Regions from separate parts of the Mus musculus genome. Here region 2 is linked to region 1. A link is a contact called in public HiChIP or PLAC-seq data. All regions are on one chromosome and are shown on one strand. The core of a region is the stretch at or near the end of the contact, and the rest is flanking DNA. Distances in the headings are between cores, read along the strand shown.

The links. HiChIP or PLAC-seq counts read pairs in DNA pulled down with a chosen protein or histone mark.
Region 2: a contact with region 1 is called in an H3K4me3 HiChIP or PLAC-seq map of bone marrow-derived macrophages, with 7 times the contacts expected there. The contact joins two enhancer-like sites. A contact is called at or near these places in 1 of 39 promoter capture datasets (liver), 1 of 484 Hi-C or Micro-C datasets (embryonic stem cells) and 1 of 115 datasets of contacts at active chromatin or transcription factors (bone marrow-derived macrophages).

What each region holds. Positions count from the first base shown.
Region 1 is chr9:65,596,789-65,601,790 of GRCm38.p6, forward strand. It overlaps the pseudogene Gm10144. Among named protein-coding and RNA genes, the nearest start is that of Pif1, 12 kb to the left of the region's middle. Within about 2 kb of position 2,288, at least 18 of the 459 cell types and tissues checked have an H3K27ac peak or open chromatin away from gene starts, as enhancers often do. A contact at or near this core is called in bone marrow-derived macrophages, where this site is marked.
Region 2 is chr9:66,281,049-66,285,934 of GRCm38.p6, forward strand. No RefSeq gene overlaps it. Among named protein-coding and RNA genes, the nearest start is that of Gm39364, 18 kb to the right of the region's middle. Within about 2 kb of position 2,958, at least 24 of the 459 cell types and tissues checked have an H3K27ac peak or open chromatin away from gene starts, as enhancers often do. A contact at or near this core is called in bone marrow-derived macrophages, where this site is marked.

The DNA.
Region 1 (5,002 bases), core at 1,038-3,537:
GAGAGGCAGAGAAAACACCCAGCTGACCTCCTTCCTCAGTCTCACCAGTAATGCCCTCTCACACACTGTCTCAAAAAACCTCCTTCAGGGACTGGAGAGATGGCTCAGGGGTTAAGAGCACTGACTGCTCTGCCAGAGGACCTGAGTTCAAATCCCAGCAACCACATGGTGGCTCACAACCATCTTTAATGAGCTCAGATGCCCTCTTCTAGTGTGTCTGAAGACAGCTACAGTGTACTCACATATATTAAAAAAAAAAAAAAAAGTATACCTGGTGGCACATGCCTTTGATCCCAGCACTTGGGAGGCAGAGGCAGGTGGATTTCTGAGTTCGAGGCCAGCCTGGTCTACAAAGTGAGTTCCAGGGCAGCCAGGGCTACACAGAGAAACCCTGCCTCGAAAAACCAAACAACAACCAATAAAAACCTCCTTCAAACGGAATGTCCCTCCCTTCTACTTCATGTGTGTCTATAACCATCCTGACTCTTACTCTCTATGTTTTTTTTTTCTTAATAATCTTATGTTCACCTCCTGTCCACTGGTTGCTTGCTCTGCTTGTTTTTTTTTTTGGGGGGGGGGGAATTTATTTATTTATTATATGTAAGTACGCTGTATCTGTCTTTAGACATCCCAGAAGAGGTTCAGTTATCATTACAGATGGTTGTGAGCCACCACATGGTTGCTGGGATTTGAATTCAGGACCTTTGGAAGAGCAATCAGTGCTCTTAACCACTGAGCCATCTCTCCAGCCCCTGCTCTGCCTTTTGATCTAAGGTCGACTTTATTTAATCCTGCTTACAATATTCAAGCAGAAAGCTCTTGGATTCAAGGTGTGTGCTAAGGCTGAGCTACACCACAACTAGAAACAGATTTTTCCAGTAAGCAACACAATCTCAGGGTTCACACTGTGATCAAATATCTTGCAACATCACCTCCCATTTGTCTAAATGAAAAGATAAGATCTTAGCTCCAATATAGTAAAAGTATTTACAGTAATGAAGCTATTTCTGCCAAGCTTTCCACAATGTCCAGCTTGGTTGTATTTGGCAGTCAAAGGATTAAGTATTTTTGAGTTCTGCATTCTGTACAATGCTCGTGTCAGTCTTATATGAACTCATTTGAATGTCCTGAGCAGTTTGTAGTTCTAAGCTGATCTTTGGGTGGTGTTTATCAGCTTAGTGGCAATCCTGGCTAGGTAGAACATAGCAGTCAACTCAAAGGTGTCCACTGTTTGTGTAGAGCCTGGTGGTAGAAGAGGCTTGGGGCAGTTCTGTCCAGTGGTTAGCGTCCCCACAATCCAGGTGGATTAGTCATTGTAGGTCCCCATCCTCTCAGAGACCTCAAAGGGAACCGTTAGGAATGGTAGAAAACTTAAACATTTTTTAAAAATATTTATTTATTTATTTATTATAAGTACACTACTGTAGCTGTCTTCAGATACTCCAGAAGAGGGCATCAGATTTCATTATGGATGGTTGTGAGCCACCATGTAGTTGCTGGGATTTGAACTCAGGGCCTTTGGAAGAGCAGTCGGCACTCTTAACCGCTGAGCCATCTCACCAGCCCCCAAACCTAAACATTTTAAATGATATGTTCAGCAGATCTCTAAAAGGTTTGAGGATCCCGTCTATCGAGTACATCCGAGGTACACAAACTTGGTTCCTAGTTACTTGCTTCAGACTCAAGCCTGAAAACATGCACAGGAAGCTCGATGAAGATTACTTCCAGAATTAGTTAGTACTCTGTGTGATGACAGAAAATTTATAGATAACATAATAATTTCATAGATTTTGAGATAATATTTATACTTTAAGGAAAGTTTTAGAGAGTTAAATGAAAGCCGAAAGATTAAGGGATTAGTGGCAATAGAATAATAGTAAATCCCTTATTTCTTGTTTTCTTCTGTCCAGGAGGCTCTTCTGATATGAAACAGAGATTTTTGGATTTTCCTTTAACAAGCATGAGTGGGCTAGAGAATGAGAGAGCCACCCCAAAGTCAGCTTTAGTTTTTAATTGAATTGAGACCATATAAAGCTCATTTGCCACTTGTGACTGTAGAGGGCAGCAGAGACAAGCATTTGGGAATCCGCTATGGGCCAGCTGCAAGATAGGAAAAAAGAAAGGAGTGCCTGCGGGGGGGGGGGGGGGGGGAGGGGCGGGAGTGTGGGAGTCAGAGGGGAGGTGGGGCTGTCCAGCTCGCCCCCCGCCCCCACCCCCACTTAGTCCCCACACCCCACCACCAACACTGCCCCCCGGTGGTTGTCAAGTGGGAAGGGGCAGCTACTCGGGCAAGATGGTGGCACTGGTGCCGGTGCTAGTCTGGAGCTCTGAGCTGTGATTTCAGACCACGGAAGTGGATGATATCACGTGACCAATTTACCCTTTTTCTTGGGACATTTTCTCTTTTTCTTCAGATGTTTTACTTGTCCAGCGGTCTCAAGATTCCATACTTAAATGCTTTTATTCTCCTGGAAAGATAAAAGCTAAACCCTTCCTCCCACCCTAACTCTCAGGGGTTATTTCTTGGCAGCTTATATCTTTCCTAGGGTAAAATGGCTTTTTGTTTTGTTTTGTTTTGTTTGGCAACAGAAAAAGTATTATCTTTCAATTGAAATTTTAAAAATTATTGTGAAAATTTGAAACTAAATAGATCTTAGTATGTGTGGGTAAATATACCAATATTTCCCTTTCTCTTTATGGGATGGTTCAAGGTTTAAGTGTATTTATTTTTAGATCACAAAGAACATTCACTTTGACCGGGCGTGGTGGCCCACGCCTTTAATCCCAGCACTCGGGAGGCAGAGGCAGGCAGATTTCTGAGTTCGAGACCAGCCTGGTCTACAAAGTGAGCTCCAGGACAGCCAGGGCTATACAGAGAAACCCTGTCTCAGAAAAAAAAAAAAAAAAAAAAACAAAAACCATTCACTTTGAATTGAATTTCAGTATGCTTTTTGCAAGCAGCTTTTAAATTTAAATCACTGTAATTCTTATGTGCCTGCCTCTGCCTCCCAAGTGTTAGGATTAAAGGTATGCACCACCCCTGGCTATGGGCTCCTTAGAACAGTTATTCTCATAGGGTTGTCCTGGTTCTCTATTTCCCCTTATTCTTTTTTTTTTTGTTATGGAAAAAATGTTTATTTTGAAATTATTTTAATTTAGAAATAGAAAACCTCATAGGAAGGAGGAAAGAAACAAGAACCACAAAGCATCCAGGCAACGTTTCACTTCATGATCGTGTCACCCCCTCACTGTTCACTCGTCCCGTGATGAGAAAGGACTCAGCCACCCACAGAATTGTTATTAATAGGGATATGGATCAGTTTCATGAGGAAGCCAATGAATCCCATGATCGCAAATCCTACCGCTGTGGCCATGGAGAGCTTCTGGAATTCCCTTCTGTCCGGTTTGGTGCTTCTTTTAACCAGCCGAACTGAGTCCTTTACAAACTGCCGACTTGGCTCGACAAAGTTCATTACCTGCTCCATGTTTGTGGGACGGCGTCTTGAGAGGGTAGAGACACCTAGCTTAGGAGAGAGTTTCCCCTTATTTCAGCATTAGGGTTAAACTTTCAAGTTTTTCCAATTTGTATTTATCATCCTCACTGATTTATTCTGAATTCATTCCCAGGCAAATTTTAATATTCTAGTCTTAATTAAACATGATGCTAATTTGTCCACTGTCTCATTATTTTCAGACATTTTATGTCTTGCCTGTATAAGCTACACAGAATTCAATGTCTTTGCTAAGTGTTGCTAGGTTTTGTCACTTCCATTCATTCACGCCTCCCAGGCTCAGGTATCTTTGCCATTTATCTGCCAGTTAGTGGTTTTCCGTTTTTGATGACCACGTAGCTATACCATTGCACAGGCCATGAATTGAAGATAGAGAGTTTTCCTTTTGCTTTCCTAGTTGTTTGTCTTATAGTCAACACTGCTGTGCCGGTTTTGTGGTTCTTTTTTCAGCATTGGCCATTCCATTCTCTGCTCTATAGTCTGCCATTTTCTATCAGTTTGAGTTCCATCAGTGGTTGATGAAGCATCAGGAAGCCAAAAGTTGTAACCATTCCGTTGGTTCCTATAGTTTAATGGGTGCCTCTTTGGGGGAGGGGAGAGCTGTTTAGGCAACTGAGGGAATTTCCTCTGTGTTAGAAGGCACAGATCCCTTTGCACCACATCCTGGTCACAAAGGGTTTTGGATAGGTACATTGTGTGCCAAATGCTTTTTTTTTTTTTTTTTTTTTTTTTAAATCTCAATCGTTTGATTTCTACCAATGAGGACCAGGAGCTGGGATGGAAGCCTACTAGCTCAGAGAGGCAGAGAAAGCACCCAGCTGACCTTCCTCTCCAGCCAGGAATCTCCTCCCTCACACTGTCTCAACCTCCTTCAAACTGAAGGTCCCTCCCTTCTACTTCCTGTGTGTCTCTCTATCCATCTTCCTGATGCCCTCTTACTCTCTATGGGTTTTTTTTTTTGTTTGTTTTTTGTTTTTTTGGTTTTGTTTTTTTGGTTTTTCGAGACAGGGTTTTTCTGTAGCCCTGGCTGTCCTGGAACTCACTCTGTAGACCAGGCTGGCCTCGAACTCAGAAATCCGCATGCCTCTGCCTCGCAAGTGCTGGGATTAAAGGCATGCGCCACCACGCCCGGCTCCTCTCTATGGTTTTTGTTGGAATAATCCTATGTCGACTTCCTGTCAGCTGGTTGCTTGCTCTGCCTCCCAACCTGTGGTTGAATGTATTTAATCCTGTTTACAATATTCAAGTAGAAAGTTCTTGGATTAAATGTATGTGCTACACTACAATTAAAAACCTTTTTTCCGCCGGGCATGGTGGCGCACGCCTTTAATCCCAGCACTTGGGAGGCAGAGGCAGGCAGATTTCTGAGTTCAAGGCCAGCCTGGTCTACAAAGTGAGTTCCAGGACAGCCAGGGCTATACAGAGAAACCCTGTCTCAAGAAACCAAAAAAAAAAAAAAAAAAAACTTTTTCCCCCCAGTAAATAACACA
Region 2 (4,886 bases), core at 1,708-4,207, 680 kb after region 1:
TGGATCTCTGTGAGTTCAAGATCAGCCTGGTCTAGATAGTATGTTCTGGCAAGGGCTACATAGACCGGTTTCAAGGGGGAAAAAAAAAAGAAAAAAGAAAATATGAAAATGTCTTCTAGCCTAGGTCCACGGTACTGATCTGAAAACCCTGGCCTGAGAGTCAGGTTAGGTCTCAGAGTTTGAATGACATTTCTGACATCTTCTTAGCTGGGTGATTATTTATTTATTTATTTACCAAGGTATTGGGCCTCAGCTTTCCCATTTGTAAAACGGGGGCATGCCAATATCTTCCCCGCAGGGCTCCTATGACTATTCGGTTGGATTAGCTAAAGCATGGCGGCACTTAGTGTACTGCACTCAGAAAGTGGCTTCTGTCCTAACAACTGTGCTTTATGGACTAGCGTAAAACATAAATTCATCAGTGAGTAGGCTGGATGGAGCAAATGGAAGAAGGAGATGGAGTTCCCATGGTGTTGTTTGCTGCCTCTGCCAACCACTCTGGTGACATGTGATATGTGATGAGCAAGGCCCTTGACGTGACATGCCTCTTGTTTCTCGTCCTTTGGTTTTCCCCAGTGCATGCTGGGGGCCGGCCCACATCCTGAACATTCTGTGAAGCTCGGTTGGTTAAGAAACCTCACTGCCCAGCTGCAAAGCACCTTCGCTTTCCGCCTGTCTGGCCCCTTCAGCTGCCTACGGCCAAATGCAAAGGAGCCTTGCTAGAGAGCAGCAGCAGCTGCTGCCTTCTTGCCGGTCTGCCTGTGCCTCTCCACTCCCCCCGCCCCCACCCTGTGGTTTGCATTCTAGAAGCATCTGCCTCACACCAGGTCTTTATTGCCTTCTGTTCTCACAGCCATCTTGAGAAAGCTTAGGAAACTAAGGCTTCCAGGGGGGTTGGCATTTGTTTTGTTTGCATTCAGAGACAAGGGCTCACTATGTAGCCCAGGCTGGCCTTGAACTTGCAACCCTCCTGCCTCAGCCTCCCCTGAGCTGGGAACCCAGGTGTATACCATGCCCAAATATTTCTGTCTTTTTGCTTTCTAGATGTCATATATGAGCAGCTTCTGTCATGATGTCTCACCACAGACCCCCAAGGCAGCAGAGGCAAGCAGCCATGGACCTAAACCTCCCAGACTGTGAGCCCAAATAATCCTTTCTTCTTTTTCTGTTGATTATCATAGGCCTTCTGTCACAGCAGTGGAAAGTTGGTAGTCTGAGGTCTTTCGTAGGCCCCAGCACTGCATAAACCATACACGCTGGTGCATGCCTGCAATCCTAGCACTCTGGAGCCAGAAACAAGAGGACCAGGAATTCAAGGTTATCTTTTGCTGCATAGTGAGTTGTGAATTTAGGCTAGCCTGAGCTATATTACTGTTTTAAAACAAAAGCAAACAGGTGACTGGAGAGATGGCTCAGCAGTTAAGAGCACTGACTACTCTTCCAAAGGTCCTGAGTTCAATTTCCAGCAACCACATGGTGGCTTATAGCCATCTGTAATGGGATTTGGTGCCTTCTTTTGGTGTCTGAAGACAGCCACAGTGTACCCATAGAAATAAAATAAATACACCTTAAAAAAAAAAACCCACTGTTCTCATTTTTAAAAAGTGAAAAAAAAAAAACAACAGAAATCAAACTAACACATCTGCATCTCCCCCCACCTCAACCCCCCAATGTGTATTGCTGTTTTGTCTGCACATAAGTGTGCACCATGTGCATGCAGTTTCCACAGAAGCCAGAAGAGGGCATCAGACCACCTGGACTTACAGACAGTAGTGAGAGCTACAAGGATTGAACCCTTGTCCTCTGGAAAAACAGTCAGCTCTGTTAACCACTGAGCCATCTTTCTAACCCAGGTTCTGCATCCTTGAAAAGATTTACAATGGAAGATGCTACTCTGATGGTAGGGATGAGGGACTAGTAGGCGCATAGTCATCCCTTTTTAAGGGCAGATGGCCAACTTCATCATTTGTTTTTCTGAGTGCCCCCAACTTCTGGGCTATTCCTTGTAATTTCTTATCTATTTGGCTCTCACTCATTCAGGGAGTGGGGGATGGGGACAGGGACTGAGCTTTGCTTTCCAGGAGCAGACTCGCTTGACGGAGCACCCCTGGGTAGCACTAGGGATGCCCTGACGCTCCTTGTGAGGCTGCAGCAGCTTTTGAACTCCTTCTCCCCTATAGCCAAGCTTTTAATTTCTTCCTTAGCAGCTGGGAAAAACAAGGGGAGAGGGCAGTGAGGTGATTAGTGGGCAAAGGTGCCTGCTGCCAAGCTTTAGTCTCATGCCCAGGATCCAAATGGTGGAAGGAGAGAAATGACTTTCGAAAGTTGCCCTTGAACCTCCACACACCTGCTATAATGTGCACATGTGCATGGGTATGTGTGCATGCATGCATACACATTCATGCTCACCCACATGAATACACACATACAGGCACTAAATAAATTTCTTCTCCCTCAACATTTCCAAGGCTTGAGCCTGCATAGCAACCATGCTGCCTTCTCTAGTGCCAGGGGAGAGCTAAGTTATCAGTAGGCAATCCTAGGAAGAGAACTCATGTTTATCAAGACATGAGTTTATCATGTTATACAAAGGCATTGTTCTAATCTCTTGTGTGTACTTTCCCTGACTTACCTACCACCTTTGCAGATGAGGAAGTGGAGGACCTTGGAAGCTATGCTGAATAAGACAAGGCTGGTAGATAGTGGAGCCAGGGTTTGGTTCTGGACTTTGAAGTCCATGTGCTGTTACTGTAGGCTGCCTTTGAGGGGCCCCTTGGAGGCAGAGGTCATGAAACTTCAGGAGTTGTATGGAATTCTACCCACACAAGGCAGTCCTGGACATTCAATGTGTGTCAACTGAGACTAACCTCAGCCAGTTTACACGGTGCTGTGTTGCCCACTGTCAAGGTCATAGGCACTCCCAAAGATTATTGAAGAGAAAAGCTTGAACCTTACGAGGTCATGGCCACCAGGTGGCACTGCAAGGACTGATTGAGATCTTTGTTCCTAGATCTGAAAGCCAGTAAGATATACCTGGTTCCTAAAACAGAGGTTCCAGGGAAACAAGCAAACCAATCAACCACAGGCCAAACCCTTGAGAGTCTGGCTTAATGTTTTGCATAGGCTTTGTGGAAATCTGCCAAGATTTTTTTAAAGTTTTAATTTTCAGAGTCAGTCAAATGCCATCTATATAGTTCAAGAATTTTCAAGTATAAAACAGGAGCTGGGGTTGCAGCTTAGTGCTAGAGTACCTGCTTTGCATGTACACAGCTCTGGCTTCAGTCTCCAGTACAAACACACACACACACACACACACACACACACACACACACACACTGTATAAAAAGTATGTAGAAAAAATCTACTCTTATATTTACTGCTATTAGTTATTTATGAATCCTTCTAAATATTACACATGTAAACATAATACATAACTATCTTCATACAAGATTTTATATGAATATATATTTTATATAGCAATATGTATATATAAAGCCATATACATATATATATGGATATATATATATATATATATATATATATATATATATATATATATATTCCTTCTTTTAAAACAGATGGCTGCTTAAAAAAACCTTGCTTTTGAGGGACTATTAAAATGGCTCATAGGAAAAAGACACTCACTTACAAGCCTGACAACCCAAGTTCTATCTCCAAGATCCAAATGATGCAAGGAAGGCAGCCAGGCATGATGGTACCTGCTTTTAATTCTAGCATTCAGGAAAGTGAGTTACAGGCCAGCCAAGGCTATATAGTGAGACCTGTCTCAAAAACAACAACAAACCAAAATGGTGGAAGAAGATAGCTTGACTCCAGCAGGTTGTCCTTGCTCCATACGTGCTGCCTGACACATATATGTGCATATGTGTTTCACATATATGTGCATGTGTGTTTCTTTCCTTCAAGGGAGAAAAAGATCCACTGTAGTCTTCCACTCAAGAAGACTCCCTGCCATTTAAAGAAGAGAAGTTAGTGATGTTAGCCATACTTCATTTTGTAATCTACAAATATGATGATAAATGTACACATTGCAAAGTGAACATATTTTAAAGTAAAATAGGAACAATTCATACAGTTTTGTTTTCCAACAAAAACAAAGGTGAAACAAGTGAAAATGATAACTAGTAACAGATGGTTTTATGTAGATCTTTATGTCGGCAGTAATCCTTTTTTTTTTAAGATTTATTTATTTTATTATATGTAAGTAAACTGTAGCTGTCTTCAGACACTCCAGAAGAGGGAGTCAGATCTCATTACAGATGGTTGTGAGCCACCATGTGGTTGCTGGGATTTGAACTCTGGACCTTCGGAAGAGCAGTCGGGTGCTCTTACCCACTGAGCCATCTCACCAGCCTGGCAGTAATCCTTTTAAAATTCTATTGATTTGTTTTGTTTTTTAAGACAGGGTTTCATGTACTCCAGGCTGGCTTTGAACTTGATATGTAGGTTGATTTACATTTTTAAAATTATATTTATTATTATTATTATTATTGTGTGTGTGTGTGTCTGTCTGTCTGTGGCATGGAATGTAGGGTGGGGGACAATGGGTGTCAAAGGACACTTTTTGGGAGTCTGCTCTTTCCTCCCACTGCTGGCTCTAGAAACTGAACTCAGGTTATCAGGCTTGCATAGTGCTTGTGTGTGTGTGTGTGTGTGTGTGTGTGTGTGTGTGTGTGTGTGTACCTGCTGGGTGGCTTGCTAGCCCTTGTTTGATTTTTTGATTGGTTGATCTCAGATTGTGGCTTTAGAGACGTTTTATAATCTGTATCATTTGATCTCTCAGCTTGTCAACTGTCAGTGTTGATAGTAAGCTTTCAGATGGTATTCTTGATTCTTGTATGCACAGAACGTCAGAAACCTTCAGT